Regions from separate parts of the Gossypium hirsutum genome. Here all the other regions are linked to region 3. Evidence: chromatin contacts called from public Hi-C data. All regions are on one chromosome and are shown on one strand. Each heading gives the region's core, a stretch centred on a gene start, on an enhancer-like site or on the middle of the called end of the contact. The rest is flanking DNA. Distances are from core to core; before and after follow the strand shown. Region 1 holds the start of LOC107948901 (transcription factor AS1). Region 2 holds the start of LOC107948887 (hsp70 nucleotide exchange factor fes1). Region 3 has its middle 17 kb from the start of LOC121228333.

Region 1 (3,074 bases), core at 148-2,647, 280 kb before region 3:
TGTGTGGATAAATGCTGACAATTGTTGGTACAACTAGGCATTGATTATAAAGTCAAGTACAAAGTACAAGTAACATAATACTACCAATCACTGCACAGAAAGACAAGGGGAAAGGGGGGGGGGTGGAGAAACAAGACAAGATGTACTACAATACCAAAAACAAGATCAAGTATCACAAGAGGAGTGATCTTAAACAATGACTGAATGCAAAACTCAATTCTGCCATAGCAAAAGCTATCATACAGCCAGTGACAACAATCTGTAGTGGAGTCAGCAAAACAATGCGGAAAAAGATAATATATATATATATATATATACAATAATTGATAAAATGCCCAAGTTTGTGTCATATAAAACTTGCTAGCGGCCCCTGACACCGGATTACAACCTAATTGTACCGCAACAGCTGGCAATACAGAGACTTTCATCTTTACACAACTATAAACCAAATTATTTAAGTCATTAGTTAAAACTAATCTACTAAAACATCCCATAAAAATGTGTTAAAGATATAGACAAGCAAACCAAATAAGAGTCTAGTAGAGATGGTATATCGATAATCAATCAAACAGGGATGTTATGACTTGTACCAGCCCACAATATATTTATTCAACTCATCTCCCATATTTATGACACAAAATCTTCAGAAAATTACAGCTGCAGGGCAAAATAATAGGGTTCATCAGCTGATTTGTTAGACTGTAAATATTCCCAGGATAAGGACCGGGACATTACTGAAAAACCCAGTTTCAAGAACTGGGGAAAAAACAGTTTACTATGTTTAAGATTATCATCAAACAAGTATTGCTGGGAATAATTAGAAATTATGTGTGGGAGCTGCCACCAAAATCTTCAACTGAGTAAACGTTTGGCTGCCGCGAAAACTAAGAAAGATAAAAAAAGAAAGATAAAATTTTTAATAAAATTGAAGCAAAACAGAGCCTTAAAAATAGCTTCTTGGAAGCACAAAGAGAAGTCCAGAACAAGGATTAAACAGATAGAGAAAATGTGAAATAAATACTTAAAAACTAATGGAAAAAACAGGATAAAAGAGCTCACCATATTTTCTTTGAGTTCAAGTGCCCAAATTTAAACTTTGTGTTGGTTGCATCTTCAAGCTTACAATCTCCGACAAGAACAGCAAAGGATTAAGGAGAACATAAAATCAAAGCCGACAGTCCAAACAACCAAAACACACAAACTCTCTCAAGCAAAGGGGGATGGATGGGGGGAGAAAGATAATAAAATGAGAAAAAAAAAAGAAAAGAAAGAAGGGGGAGGGGGGGACTATAGTCCGCGTTTCGCGGCACAAGGAGACGAGTATGATGTAGACTCGACCTTCTGCTCCGCTCAGAAGCACCTCTCAGATGTCAGTGATACGTTACGTCCCTTTTTCTCTTTATTTTTATATTTATTTATTACTTTTAACTCTATTATAATTTCCTCTTTATTTAATTCAATACCTAAAAAAATTGCTTTTCTTGTTTGTTTTTTTAGAATTTTATGAAATTTTATTTTTTTATCTAATTATAGTTAAAAAAATAAATTTCAAAATTTAAAATAACAAAAATTCAGAATTCTTTTCGAAGAATTTTTGACGTTTTTATAATTTTTGAAATTTAAATTAACAGGTTAATTTTTTTAAGGATTTTATGATTTTTTAACTTTTACATAATTATAAATTTAAAAATATTTTTATAATTTAAAAATAATTAATTAATTTTATGAATTTTAAGAACTTTATGATATTTTTATAATTTTTTAAAAATATTATTAAAAAATTGTAAAAAAGATTAAATAAGATATTTTAACAATAGTCCAAGATTAAATTAGTTAATGTATCATATCATTCTTTCGTTAATACTGTAACGACAATTGATGGACGAATGATTTAGTTATAAAAAAATAACTAAAATTTAATGACTATTTTTTGTAGTTTACTCAACAAATTACTTTGCTTGTTTTTTATTTTTTATTTATTTTGATATCTCAAAAATTTAATTTATTATCTAATTACACTTTTTTTAAAAATTATTATTCAAAATATTTTTTTATGAGTATATTGATGGGTGTAAGTTTTTTTTAAAGGTGTTGAATGAAATTTTAGTTTTTTATAGTTTATATTTTTATGATTTGTAAAAGATTAAATTGAATTTTTATAATTTTAAGGAGGTTAAAGTATAATTTTACTTTTATTAATTTAAAATTTTTAAAAAATTTCAAGAATCTAAAATAAAATTTTTTATTTTAAGGAGGGCCGGGGCGATGTTAGCCCCGGCTACGCCCCTGTTGAATAGGGGTGTGCATAATTCGGGTAAAACCGAAAAAATTCGGTTAACTGACCGATTAACCGAATTCGGCCGGTTAACCGAATTTTTTCGGTCGGGGGTCGGTTAATTTTTTTATGATTTTTCGGTTAACGGTTAATTCGGTTCGAAACCGGTCGGTTAACCGAAACCGAAAAAATTAATAAATAAAATTATCCAACCCAACCCAAACTCAATTACCCAACCCAATAAAACTAAAACTAAAGTTTACCCAATTACCCAATCCAATAAAACTAAAACTAAAAGACAACCCAATTTACTAAAGTCTAAAATCCAATTTACTTTAATAATTTATAAATTTTTTAAATTTTAAAAATAAAAAATAAAAAAATTCGGGTATTTTTCGGTAATTCGGTTAATTCGGTTAATTCGGTTAATTCGGGTAATTCGGGTAATTCGGGTAATTCGGGTAATTTTTAACCAAAAATAAAAAATACATAATTTTCGGTTAATTCGGTTAACCGACTTTATTAACCGAAAAAATTTCAGTTCGGTTAAATTTTTTTTAAAAAAAATCGGTTCGGTTAACGGTTAAAATTTTTGGAAGGTCGATTAATTCAGTTATAGTAATTTCGAGTCGGTTAACCGGTCGGTTAACCGAATGAACACCCCTACTGTTGAATGCTACAATTAAAATTTATTGTCTAATTATTTCATAACTATGAAAAAACATTAGTAGGAGCATGGGCGTATTTTTCAATATTTTCCTTAAGAATCTTATATTTTGTTGTTACAAATAAGTAATTG
Region 2 (3,424 bases), core at 216-2,715, 260 kb after region 3:
GATTTTGTTTTGTTTTTATTAAAATATTTTAGATTTATTATTTGATATTTTGTTACTCAGAGACTATATTGTTTTATTTTAGATTTGTGGCACAAGACTCACGATTTGAGTTTAAATAGCATGCATGACATTTAATTTAATTTTAGGATATGGAAAATATGGTTTTTAATTATTTATGCATAAATTCTGATTTTTACTAAATTAAAACTAAGTTGAATATCATTTTTCCGTTGCTAGATTGTAAATGAAAAATTAACTATGTTTTCTTGAAAGTGGTCACCATTACATAGGAAAGTTAATCTAAATCGGTTTTTTAATAACTAGTAAACTTTTCCAAAAATAGACTATGTTTTCTACTAAAATAAACAAATGTTTTAATATGACTGTTTATAAACTTCAGTAACCCTGCTAGGCCATTTTAGTGGCTAATGTAATTTTCCAAATTCAGACTTAAAGTCTAGGCTAGGTTGGGAAGGTTACATCTTTTTTCTTTTCTAAACTTAAAATCCCGTTTAACCTTAAGAGTGTGTTTGGATGAAGTATTTTAAAATTTTTGAGATTTTTAAAATGCTAGCATTTTAAAATTCATCAATTTAAAATACTAGTATTTATAATTGACTTGTTTAGATAAAAAACTGATTTAGGAAAAAAATAGGTTATTAAAATTTTAGAAATTAAAAAATAAGTATAAAAGATATATTACAAATTAAAAAAATCAATATAAAAGAAGAATAATTAGATTAAAAATAATATTTTAATAAAAATAAATAAAAATTATTTTTGAGGTTTAAGTAACTTCAACCCCAAAATGTGAGTTGTTCCTCTTTTGATCATGTTTTGGGTGTGGATGAATTTTAGGTAAATATGTGTAAAATTTTGTGGTTGTATGGGTTTTGGGGAGGAAGTTTGATGAATTCAAGGATTGGTGAGGATTGTAATGGTATGAGTTTTGTATAGGATTGGGTGTTTTTAATTTTGTTGTTGTTGGTATGGATGTAAATTCTTTTATTTGTGTGTAAATTTTGTTGTTTGTATGGTTTTTTTAATATTTTGTTTGGGTGTTGTTTATGAATTGCTTTGGATTGGCTAGTAATGTTGGGAGTGAGGGTTAGTGGGTGATGGTCGTAAGGTGAAAGAGTATGGCAATAGTGTGGGATGGGATATTTTGGTTTTTACTTATAATTGGGTTTATAAAATTTTGTTACATAAAATTAATATCACTGTTAAGGAATTAATAGCCACATAGGATTTGCAGTTAAGGAATTCACGGTTTGACCAATAAAAAAACACTCATAATTTGAGTGACATCTACTGGAATTTACCCTTAAACGAACACTTTGTAAAAGAAATAAAAAGCCTAGAAGTATGCAAATATACTGGGCCTTTAAACCCAAACTGACATAGCGAATTTGGGCCCATGGGTAGGTCCAATCAAAATGCACAGCTTAGGTCTTTCAGTCGAGAAAAGTCGGTTGGTTGCAGCGTTTTCCGCCACTTTCTAATCTAAAACGAAAAGTCTCGAATCGCCTAGAATTTTCGCTGAAATTCTCTATTAAAAGGAATTCCGACCAGTTCTGCAGAATCCCTTGTTCAATTTATTTGCAAGAAACAAAGGTTGTGATTTAGTTAGAATAAGAAACTATGGCCAAAGATGGACCCAACTGGGATGGATTGCTGAAGTGGAGCATTGCTAACTCTGATAGAACTCGACCTACTCGTAATTTAAGGTAACCCCATCTTTTTTTCCTCAAGGGCCTTTTTGTTTCTTTTACGATCGTCAATTGATATTTAGCGGGTAATCAATTATTCGTTTATTTGTATAGTGAGGAAGATAAAAGATGGTTTATGGAAGCAATGCAATCGCAGACCGTTGATGTGATTAAGCGAATGAAAGAGATAACTATGGTTATGCAAACTCCAGAGCAGGTTTTGGAAGCTCAAGGAGTTACAGCTGCTGATATCCAAGGTACTATTGCACAATCCCCAAGGTGTTTTCAAGCTTTTTTTTTTTTGTTTCTAGGTTTTAAGAGTAGCTTTGTTTGCTTACTGATTTGATGGTGGCAGATATGTTGGATGAGTTGCAAGAGCACGTTGAGTCTATTGACATGGCAAATGGTAAGTTTTATTGTTTTGAGATTATTACCTAGCTGTTCTTTACTAACTGATTTCTTCATAATGAATGCTCAATTTGATGCATTACATTGGCTGCTTAGAATTTCATTTTTTGGGATAAGTAATTCTTTAGGATGCTACCAATAATGGAATTGGGATTTTCAATTTCATAGACTTGTTGCATCATATAACTTCTATTTTCGCCTTGATACTGTTCCTACAAATATAAGTTTTTTCTGTGAAATGGCTGTAGGAAAAAAACGTCGCCCTTTATTCAGCCCTCTAGTCTTTTCAACGGATCTTTAGCCTGTTTGTTCTCATCCACTTTCAAAAAATTTATACTTAACACAGTCTGTGCATTTGAGCAGATCTACACTCAATTGGTGGTTTAGTCCCTCTCCTTGGTTATCTGAAGAATTCACATGCTAATATTCGAGCCAAAGCTGCAGAAGTCGTATCCACCATTGTACAAAATAATCCCCGGAGTCAACAGTTGGTTATGGAAGCAAATGGCTTAGAGCCTCTCCTTTCCAGTTTTACCTCTGACCCTGATGTAACTGTTCGAACCAAAGCACTTGGTGCAATATCTTGTGGGTACAACTGTTGTTCTATAGTATACTTCTTAATTCTTAATTTCAGTGAACATGCTCATACAAAAACATGACATGACATTTTTTTTTTTGCAATTGGATTTCAGCCTTGATCCGCCACAACAAACCCGGTATTGCTGCATTTCGACTTGCAAATGGTTATGCAGCCTTGAGAGATGCTTTGGGAGCTGATAGTGTAAGATTTCAAAGGTAATCTTGGGATAGGTCTTTGCAGTCCGGGTCTGCATCATCTTTTTGCTGTTATTATGTTTCGGGGTTTCGTTCTAGGCTGTCTCCGACGTATGAGGAAATGATTTTTAGATATCAAATAAATTCCTATAGTTCAAAGATCACTTGTGTATTTTTTCTCTGGTTAGTTTCCCTACTCTGGTTTTCTCATTTAATTCTCTTTTTCTTCCAGGAAAGCCTTGAACTTGATTCAATATCTACTGCATGAAAATAATTCAGATTGCAATGTTGTAAACGAGCTGGGGCTCCCTCGTGTAATGTTGCATCTTGCCTCGAGTGAGGATGCAGAAGTAAGAGAAGCTGCTCTTCGTGGTCTCCTTGAGCTTGCCCGGGACAAGACAGGTGGGAGTAATGGTGGTTTAGGTGAAGAAGATGAGAAGCTGAAGCAAATTCTGGAGGAACGAATTAAAGGTATCAGCTTGATGTCTCCTGAAGACCTTGGGGCTGCTAGGGAGGAAAGGCAGCTTGTGGAC
Region 3 (3,127 bases), core at 493-2,992:
ACCAGATAAAATTAATTTATTTTATAAAATAATTAAAGAAAAATTATTTAATATATCGTTAATGGAGTATTTTAGATTTCACAAGCGAGTTAAAGGTTTGGCAAATATATTTAAGCTTTAGCAAAATAAAAATAAATAAAAATTAATTATGTAGATAAATGTAATACTTCTCATACTCTCAACCCGTTTTATTGAGAAGTATTTTTTTATTATGAAAAAGCATGTTTATATTTATTATATTATGAGAAAATATTTTTACATTAATTACGTTATGAGAAAGTGTGTTTATATTAACAATCTCACGATTTATTACATGATGAGAGAGAAATATGGAGAGAAAATCAGAAATTCCATCAAGAGGGCATCCATGTAATTTTATAAATTTTTTTAAAAATATATAACAACTCCCTAATTTTAAATTTGATATTTAATATATTCATGCATAAGACTGCTTGTTAACATCCCAAATATCAATATTTTATCGTTCCCCTTCTCCGATTTGTAATATGGAAGTGACAGATGGTGAAATTGATTTGGACGAGATTAAAGAGGATGATAGAAAAGGCGGATACGGGGGGTTGGTAGAGACCCTGGCCCCCCTAAATGGAAATTTTTTATTTAGACTATTGAAATTTTTTAAAAATTTTAAATTAATAAACGTAAAATTATACTTTGACCCCTCTAAAATTATAAAAATTCGATTTAATCCTTTAAAAATTATAAAAGTATATACTATACAAAATTAAAATTTCATTCGACCCCTAAAAATTTGTTCTAACTTCACTCTTGGATGATAGAGAGTGAGATGGAGGTGTGGAGAGGTGCATCCTTTACCATGACACCATATTACACTTGTTTTAACCCCACTTATCCACCCCTCCCTTCACTCCAAATCATGTAAATCCACGCTCAATTACTCTATTTAGTTCACATTTATCATTGAAAGTATATTTTCTGCTTCTTTTTAGGATCATTTCCATCAATTCAACTGCAGACATGTTTAATGTTCTAATCGCAACAAACCCAGAATTTATTAGCCAACTAGACTGCTCATTGGATATGTTGAAGACTTTTCTTGGCCTTTCATGTTGATTTTGAGGTGCTTACAGTTTGATTTTGCATTGGCTTGATTCATGCTACAAACCAAGAATCGGATGTCCTCACTCACCATTTGGTCAATCAATCCACTATTTCATTTTGTTATTATTACTATGTTTCTGTGGCCCATATGCTCAGTAACCTCATAACATGTCATCAAAGCCACAAGTAATAGAAAATTGTTTAATTTCCATCTGCAAATGTTATCTGCAGCCTCTCTTTTTAGCTAAGATACTAGAATCCTCCTTTAACCATCATAAAATAATTGATGGTGCTCTCAATGGACCTCACATGGTCCCCTCCCCCGTTGCAAGTTGGATACATGGCATAGAGTTAACCCTACCTTGTTTCTGTTATCAGCAAATCTTGGTGCTCTCACATGCTTCCATGGTTCAAACAGTATTCTCTATTTTGCAGTCCTAGGAGCCAGAATTTTTTTGTAAGAGTGAGAATAAATAAATAAATAAAAAGAGAGAAAATTATAATTTTTTTTTGAAGCTAAAAGAAAATTATTTACCACATTTAAGCATGAAAATTTGAAAACAATGTGAAAGAGGAGGGAGGCCAGGCCTCGGCCTGTGACCTTGCCTACGCCCCTAGGCCTAGGTCTGAGCCAGTTTCTAAAACAATAGCTGCGTTAGGCTTAATAAAGAAGAGGTTCCTTAATTGTTAGTGTCTCGTTTACCTAAAACCGTAATGGATAATTATTGTTTGTCTGTATCTAATGCAAGAATCTAGTGTATCTTAGTCTACAAATTTTGGAAACAATACAAACACACTATACATTTAATGAAAAGGACAACGATACAATTATTACAAACACATTTAAATACGATTAAATCTATTGATTTCTGTGTGGCCTATTAATTACTGTTTATTTCGTATACCTTAGAAATTATTTGTTAATAATTTTAATTCAATTGGCATGAATATTATTGTCAATACAGAATGATGTGAGTTTGAGTGTAGCGTATTATGCTCCTATTTATGGGTTGAGAAGAAGCTATAAATAATTCTAAATATTGTGTCAAAAAGAACATATATAATCAGAATCTATAATAAAATTATTAAAAAAAACATTATCAATGTGTTTACTAATAGCCTAGATTCAATAACAAGAGATTAAAGTATAAAATTCTTAAATTTGAGTATCATTTATGTAAATTTCCCGTTTGAATTTTATTCTAATTTAAATATCATCATAAATTTACTTTATTTTGTTCCAATATAATCGTGTTAAGTTTAGAAAGAAAGAAAAAAGAAAATCCATCATCTAAAGGTTTAGAAATGAAGTAGCTTTGGGCGATGTATCCATTGCAACGAAAATGAAGGGGCCTTATAAGGGCCTTTTTTCTTTTTTTCTGTAAAATACGTCCATAGCCCTCGGCTCTATGGTCCATTTGACAATACCGGCTTCGCTAAGTCAAGGGTAAATGTCGGGTAATCGGGTCAAGTCGGACAAACATGATTTTTCATTTTTTAGAACATTTTCAAAATAAAAAAAAATTATATCTTCTATATTTCGGCCTTCTCGGCCGACTCATCTCTACTAGCATTAAATTTTTTATTGAGTTTAATTTCACAAATAATCGAATATTATTTTAATTATTTAAAATGTTAATTAACTCAAATATTATAAGAAAAAAAGTCAATCAATAAAAGATCCTCAAATTATGACCCTCAATTTAAATTAGTTTCTAAACTTTAAAACGTTTTAATTATATTTTTAAACTATTACTATTAAATTAATAAAACCTTTTTATTATTGAAACTGTTATTTTAAACATTTCAAGACGTGTAAAATCTTATGCGAAATAATTAAAAATGAAATTTTAAAGAAAAGTAAAATATTGTCGCATAATTTTTAAAATTAAAAATAAAAATAGAGTAAAATAGAAAAAAGAGTATGAAATATTGTTTCTATAAAAGCTTTGAGAACCATAAAATCAAGACTTTTACAACATCTATTTTTATAATATTTATTTTCCTTTAAAGTTTTCATTTTAAATAATGTCATATAAAATCTGAC

Evidence for each region. Hi-C and Micro-C count contacts between places; a contact is called where the count stands out from the background.
Region 1: a Hi-C map of leaf shows a contact between it and region 3, with 1.8 times the contacts expected there. The contact joins the promoter of LOC107948901 here to the enhancer-like site in region 3. A contact is called at or near these places in 3 of 34 Hi-C or Micro-C datasets (leaf and petal).
Region 2: a contact with region 3 is called in a Hi-C map of leaf, with 1.7 times the contacts expected there. The contact joins the promoter of LOC107948887 here to the enhancer-like site in region 3. A contact is called at or near these places in 2 of 34 Hi-C or Micro-C datasets (both in leaf).

The regions. Positions count from the first base shown.
Region 1 is chrA04:72,948,557-72,951,630 of Gossypium_hirsutum_v2.1, forward strand. It overlaps LOC107948901 (transcription factor AS1), which reads right to left and starts at 1,398. Exons shown (of 2, transcript XM_016883559.2): 1 at 1,060-1,398.
Region 2 is chrA04:73,488,319-73,491,742 of Gossypium_hirsutum_v2.1, forward strand. It overlaps LOC107948887 (hsp70 nucleotide exchange factor fes1), which reads left to right and starts at 1,466. Exons shown (of 6, transcript XM_016883545.2): 1 at 1,466-1,727; 2 at 1,824-1,966; 3 at 2,065-2,115; 4 at 2,481-2,702; 5 at 2,810-2,912; 6 at 3,124-3,424. The coding sequence starts at 1,642.
Region 3 is chrA04:73,228,854-73,231,980 of Gossypium_hirsutum_v2.1, forward strand. No RefSeq gene overlaps it. Among protein-coding and RNA genes, the nearest start is that of LOC121228333, 17 kb to the right of the region's middle. Within about 2 kb of position 1,743, at least 5 of the 9 cell types and tissues checked have an H3K27ac peak or open chromatin away from gene starts, as enhancers often do. A contact at or near this core is called in leaf, where this site is marked.